Regions from separate parts of the Mus musculus genome. Here region 1 is linked to region 2. A link is a contact called in public promoter capture Hi-C data. All regions are on one chromosome and are shown on one strand. The core of a region is the stretch at or near the end of the contact, and the rest is flanking DNA. Distances in the headings are between cores, read along the strand shown. Region 1 holds the start of Asb16 (ankyrin repeat and SOCS box-containing 16). Region 2 holds the start of G6pc3 (glucose 6 phosphatase, catalytic, 3).

What was found. Promoter capture Hi-C pulls out the DNA fragments that hold promoters and counts their contacts.
Region 1: a contact with region 2 is called in a promoter capture Hi-C map of macrophages, with 7 read pairs. The contact joins the promoter of Asb16 here to the promoter of G6pc3 in region 2. A contact is called at or near these places in 10 of 39 promoter capture datasets (the 3T3-L1 cell line, embryonic stem cells, hematopoietic stem and progenitor cells and 5 more), 29 of 484 Hi-C or Micro-C datasets (the AML12 cell line, the Ba/F3 cell line, the C2C12 cell line and 20 more), 12 of 115 datasets of contacts at active chromatin or transcription factors (the 230-238 cell line, the HPC-7 cell line, bone marrow-derived macrophages and 8 more) and 5 of 9 other capture datasets (adipose tissue, embryonic stem cells, liver and 2 more).

What each region holds. Positions count from the first base shown.
Region 1 is chr11:102,267,324-102,270,023 of GRCm38.p6, reverse strand. It overlaps Asb16 (ankyrin repeat and SOCS box-containing 16), which reads right to left and starts at 1,273. Exons shown (of 5, transcript NM_148953.3): 1 at 901-1,273. The coding sequence starts at 1,201.
Region 2 is chr11:102,188,268-102,190,967 of GRCm38.p6, reverse strand. It overlaps G6pc3 (glucose 6 phosphatase, catalytic, 3), which reads right to left and starts at 1,269. Exons shown (of 6, transcript NM_175935.3): 1 at 825-1,269. The coding sequence starts at 1,042.

The DNA of each region.
Region 1 (2,700 bases), core at 24-2,523, 79 kb before region 2:
AAATTAGAGTTCAATCCTCTAGCCCCCAAATAAGATGGGGCTGGTGGGGTGGCTCAGCAGGAGGGGCTTGGCTTTTCTCCCTACAACACCACTCCCTAACCCCCAAAGTCAGTAATGGTAAGGAAAAATTGCATATGAGTTTCATAAAAACTGTCTACTATAGCAGGAAACTGTAAGAGAAACATGGATATATATGTATGTGTGTATATTTTCATATATATAACGCTATAGTAATATAGTGCATATAATTAACCAAAGCCAAAATTTACAATCTGTATATGTGTTATATGAGAATATAACTTTAAGGCTGGCGAGATAGCTCAGCCGGTTAAGAGCACTGACTACTTCTGAAGGTACTGAGTTCAAATCCCAGCAACCACATGGTGGCTCACAACCATTGGTAATGAGATCTGATGCCCTCTTCTGGTGCAACTGAAGTCAGCTACAGTGTACTTACATATAATAAATAAATAAATCTTTAAAAAGAGAGAGAGAGAGAGAGAATATAACTTTAGCTAGGTGGTGGTAAGATGCACCTTTGATCCCAGCAGATTAGGAAGCAGAGGCAGGCAGATCTCTGAGTTGGAAGCCAGCCTGGTCTACAAAGTGAGTTCCAGGACAGCCAGGGCTATAGTGAAAAAAAAAAAAAAAAACCAAAAAAATTTGGAGGGTGGGCATAGTGGCTCACACCCTTAATCCCAACATGAAGGAGGCAGAGGCGGGTGGATCTCTATGAGTTTGAGGAAAACCGTGGTTGGCCTCAACTGTTTAGGAAAGAGTTAATATGGGTGACTATGGGTCCGTTCTAGGCTCTTTACGGAGAAGTGGCGTATGGATTCTTCTTCCCTTCCCAACCCCCACTCCTGTCCCTCTTCTGTCCTCCTAGGTGGTGTTCCCTACCCTGTTCCGCTGACCAGGCCAGCTGGTTGCTCACAGTCTCCACAATCATATTGGCAGCGTCTTCATCTTGGAACAGGATTTGGAGCTGCTGTAGGTCCCCAGAGAACAGGGCATTGTGGACAGCTGGGTCTCGGCAGGAGCGGCGAGGCCTAAGGAGCTGGGCCTGGGGACAAGGGAGGTCCCTGTGCCTGCGGCACTGCTGGGCAGCAGCTCTCCTCCTGTCCTCCCAGTCCAGCCACTCTCTCTGCAGGCGGAGAGCACGCAGTGTGGAGGATGTGAAAGGAAAGCTCTCCCCTGCCATGAGGGGTCCAGTGGTCTGGGCAGTGCCACCTAGGCAGAGAATCGTTCCTTGTCCCAGCTAGCACCTTGCTCTGGGGAGCCACCCTGCCCCCTTCTTGGTAAGCTGGAGAAACAGCTGAGGCTATAAATAGGCCCCTCACTGCATTGGTAAACAGTTTGCCTAGAGTCATGATCTTAATGCAGATGGTATTGGGCCAGCCTCTGACCCTGCTGGTACCCTTTTGTTGGTCAACAGGGCCTCAGCCAAAGGTCACTCCTGGACCCCACTTCTCTGGAGTGAGCCTTCTAGTCAAAGCAGTCAACCATGAGATGGGTGGGCAGGACAGGGTAGAGGAAGGACCAGGGTCCTGCAGCCTCTGAAGTATTGGCTGGTAAAAAGGGTAGAAGCCCAGGATGGCCCATAGACCTCAGTCTGGGGAAGTGGAGAGAGCTTCCAAGAAGCCAAACCACTCTTCCTGAATTTGAAATAACAGCAACCACTGCACACACACACCATGCTTTCTAGAACTGAAATCACTCTCAGATCCATCTCTACTCAGATGACCAGTCAGTGTTGTAATACAAGACAGATTTGGTCAGGAAATGAGGCCAAGCTAAGAATTTCAGTTCAGCACCTGAGATGGATAGAGACTTACAGGACGTAAGGTTTTGTTGTTGGCAGTGCTGCTGTTTTTGTTTTTTGAGACAGGGTTCCTCTGTGTAGTCCTGGCTGTCCTGAAACTAGCTCTGTAGACCAGACTGGCCTTGAACTCAGCGATCCACTTCCCTTTGCCTCAGGAATGCTGGGATTAAAGGGATACACTACCACACCTGGGTGGAATTTAAGTCTTAAAAAGGTAAAACTGACTCAAAGTTACATAGCTTGTGGGGGTGTGCCAAGGCCTCCAGTGGGCCACACTTTAGATAAGTACCCTAGAGGGTAGTGCTATGTTGGGTAGACAGTTGAGCAAATCCTCTTCTTGTCCCCTCATGCCGAAACTGGGCACGGTCTCTACCTTCAGTGACTAGTTTTTTTTTTCCCTCCCTGGTTTCTAGGGGAATCACGTGCCTGACTGCGGATGTGTCCAGGGATTTGACCTTGGAAGTGGAGACTGAAGGGATGAGACTTTTGGGAAACTACGCCCCATTCGCTTTAGGAGGAAATGGCTGTACTTCCAGGAGCCTCTAGGGGGAGGAATGAGGCCGCGGAAACAACAACAGCTGGTCGATTAGCTGGCAGGGGAGGGTGGAGGGATGTCAGCGGGCTTCTGTCTTCAAGACTGCAGGCTCTGCAGTGTCTTGGCAATGCCATGTGGGTCCCTCCTTGCTCCCGGTGCTTGCTCCCACCCACTCTCCAGCAACCTTCTCCTCCTCTGTATCTCTCACTTCCCCCTGGCCGCAGGCTCCCACACAGAATGTCTCTCCTACAGTTTTGTCCTCAGCTTCAGTTCCTAGCCTCCAGCCTGGATGGGTCTAGCCTGTGTCTCCTTCCTCTGACCACACTCAGCCCTGTCACAATCA
Region 2 (2,700 bases), core at 20-2,519:
GCTTGTCATGTTAGCTTATTCTATGTCTCTTTATGATCCTTGCTTCCTCCTTCAAGGCTGGGGAGCCTGGGCAACAGCAGTGTTGAGTAACTCCCTTCTGTACTCCGAAAAGACAGAAAAACAAACAAGCAAACAAACACGGTGGCCCAGATAAACCCCAAGGGCTGCAGGAGGCCCAGCAGTGTGGGGCCACTGGCTTCTTAGAATGAGAAAGCTAGACTAAGTACTGGGGAGAGAAGAAAAGTGTTCCTTGCAGGTAGGGTAAGGATTCCCTTTAGTGACTGGCATTGAGTGGCTTCTAAATTTCATTGGGCACATTATAATCGGGGGTGGGGGTGGGGGGCTTGTTAAAGTGCAGATCTGGCCTGGAGCTTTAGAGTCTGTATTTCTAGTAAGTCTTCAAGCATTGACTCTGCTTTTGAGCTTAAACCAGGGACCACATCTTAATGAAACTGGTGCCTAGTTTAATGTCAAACAAATGGATAGATGAATAAGATGTTCAGCTAAGAAAGAAGATTTTCGGCTACCTACATTTCTAGTAATAACTGCTAAAACGCAGATTTCCAACTACAACTAAATTTGGAGTTACGAAATCAGTAGGTCTGAGGCGGAGACTGTATTTGCAGTTGAACACGCCCCTTAAGTCGTTTCTCTGATCCGGATAGTTGAGGATGGGTGAACTGTGAGATCTGAGGTGAAGACTAGGGCCTAAGGGGATAAGAATAGGTAGAAAAGTGTTTGCCTTTGAGGTAACTACTTGAGGGAGATCAGGGCCCCAAAGGGATAAGGGGACCAGGATGCCCGAAGGCTTCTCTCTGTCTCACCACTTGAAGACAAGGTTGAGCCACTCAGCAATGAAGGTGATCCAGAGCACGGAGATGCCCAGGCGGCGGGAGGCGTAGTAGGCCGCGGGGAAGCAGAACTGAAAAAGATTCTTAGGATCGCCCAGAAAGGTGACCCAGAGCCACATATTCTCTAGCCCGGGAAGCCGGTTCTGTAGTGCTTCAGCCATTATGATGCCCGCGCTCAGCGTGGACTCCATGGTGAATCAGGAGTCCTCTAGCCTGGAGCCCGTTGTAGGGTGCAAGTCGAGGAACCTTAGCAGAAATGAAGCGGCTACCTGCTGGCCCTCTAGAGCCCACCCTTTCTAGCCCCCGGCCCCGCCCTACCCGCCGGGGGTCTAAACCAAGCCCCACCCCCGCCCCGCCCCGCCCCCGCAGTCCCTGACACGCGCGAGTTGGAGCCGTAGCTGGTACTGTTTCCTCCGGCTTTCTTCCTCGGCCTTCCTCTCTACTGGACAGCGGAGGGGACAAACCTTTGCGAAGGCGTTTCCTCAAGGCCCCACGTGGCCGCTGTTGCTAGCACGTGGGCTGCCAGCGTAGTGCAGAAACCCGCTGCTGTTCCGGGTCAGGGGACCGATGAACCTGGGAACCAGCTCTGTGTCCCGGTTCCTTGTTCTGCTGCTGCGAAGTCGATGTCTAATCTCCAGGGCGAGGGTTTCTTCTGGATCTGATCTCTGTTTTCCAACATCACTACCCATTTTTCTCAAATCTGGACCATTTGGAGAGAAGGGAGTCAAAGCCCGACCTCCAGTTGCACACAGTCTTAGTTGACATCTACCTGTCTCTAGCTCAGGATTCTCCCATTCTATTTCATCCACGTCTTCCTTCAAGAATCCAGAGCTTAACATGTGTGTGTATGTTATGTGCGAGAAACTTGCCTTGCTCTCACCCCTACCACCCTCCTGCCATTTAAAATTCTTATTGGGCAGCTAAATCAAGAAAGAGATAGTATTTCCATGAAAAGAGGAAGGGCACACGCCTACAGTTTTTGCATTATTAGGAGGGACACAGTCCTAGGGGAGATCTGCTTAGAGCAAAGGAAGGAGCCTGTTGATATACTTCTTTGATTTCTTTTTCCCTCCTTTCTTTGCACGTCCGTGGCGAGGTGGGAGTGGGGAGTGTTTCTAGACAGGGATTGCTCTTAAACTCAAGAGATCCTCCTGCCTTTGCCTCCGGAGTGCTGGAATTTAAGGCTAAAAGCATGCACTACCATGCCCCATGCCCGGCTTTTTGTTTGGTTAGTTTTGTTTTGTTTTTCAAGACATGGTTTCTATGTGTACCTCTGGCAATCTTGGAACTCACTTTATAGACCAGGCCTAGCTCTCATATCCAGAGATCAGCCTGCCTCTGTCTCCCAAGTGCTGAGACTCCCAAGGGCATGAGACCACACCCTTGGATTTCTTAGTGTCTCAAGCAACTTTGTTCTTGAAGTCTGAAGGGTGGTTGAAAATGAAGATATGAAATAAAGAAAGTGTTTTTTAATTGCTTCAAGAAGCCAAAATTTCACACAGATGTTTTTTGTTTGTTTGTTTGTTTAGACATATCCCTGGCTGTCCTGTCACTATGGAGACCAGGCGGGACTTAATTAAGTTCAGAGATCCACCTGCCCCTCTCCCTCTGCTGGGATTAAGCTCTAGTTTATTTATTTTTGAGGTAGATCTGGCCCAGGCTGGCCTCAAACTCCCAATACCTTAGGATTGCTGAGATTATAGGTATGGACTATCCACTATTTACCTATTTATTGTGTTGTTTAGATTTGTTTGTTTGTTTGTTTTAGGTTTTTTGAGACAGGGTTTCTTCTGTATAACAGAGTCCTGGTTGTCCTGGACTTACTTTGTAGACTAGGCTGGCCTTGAAC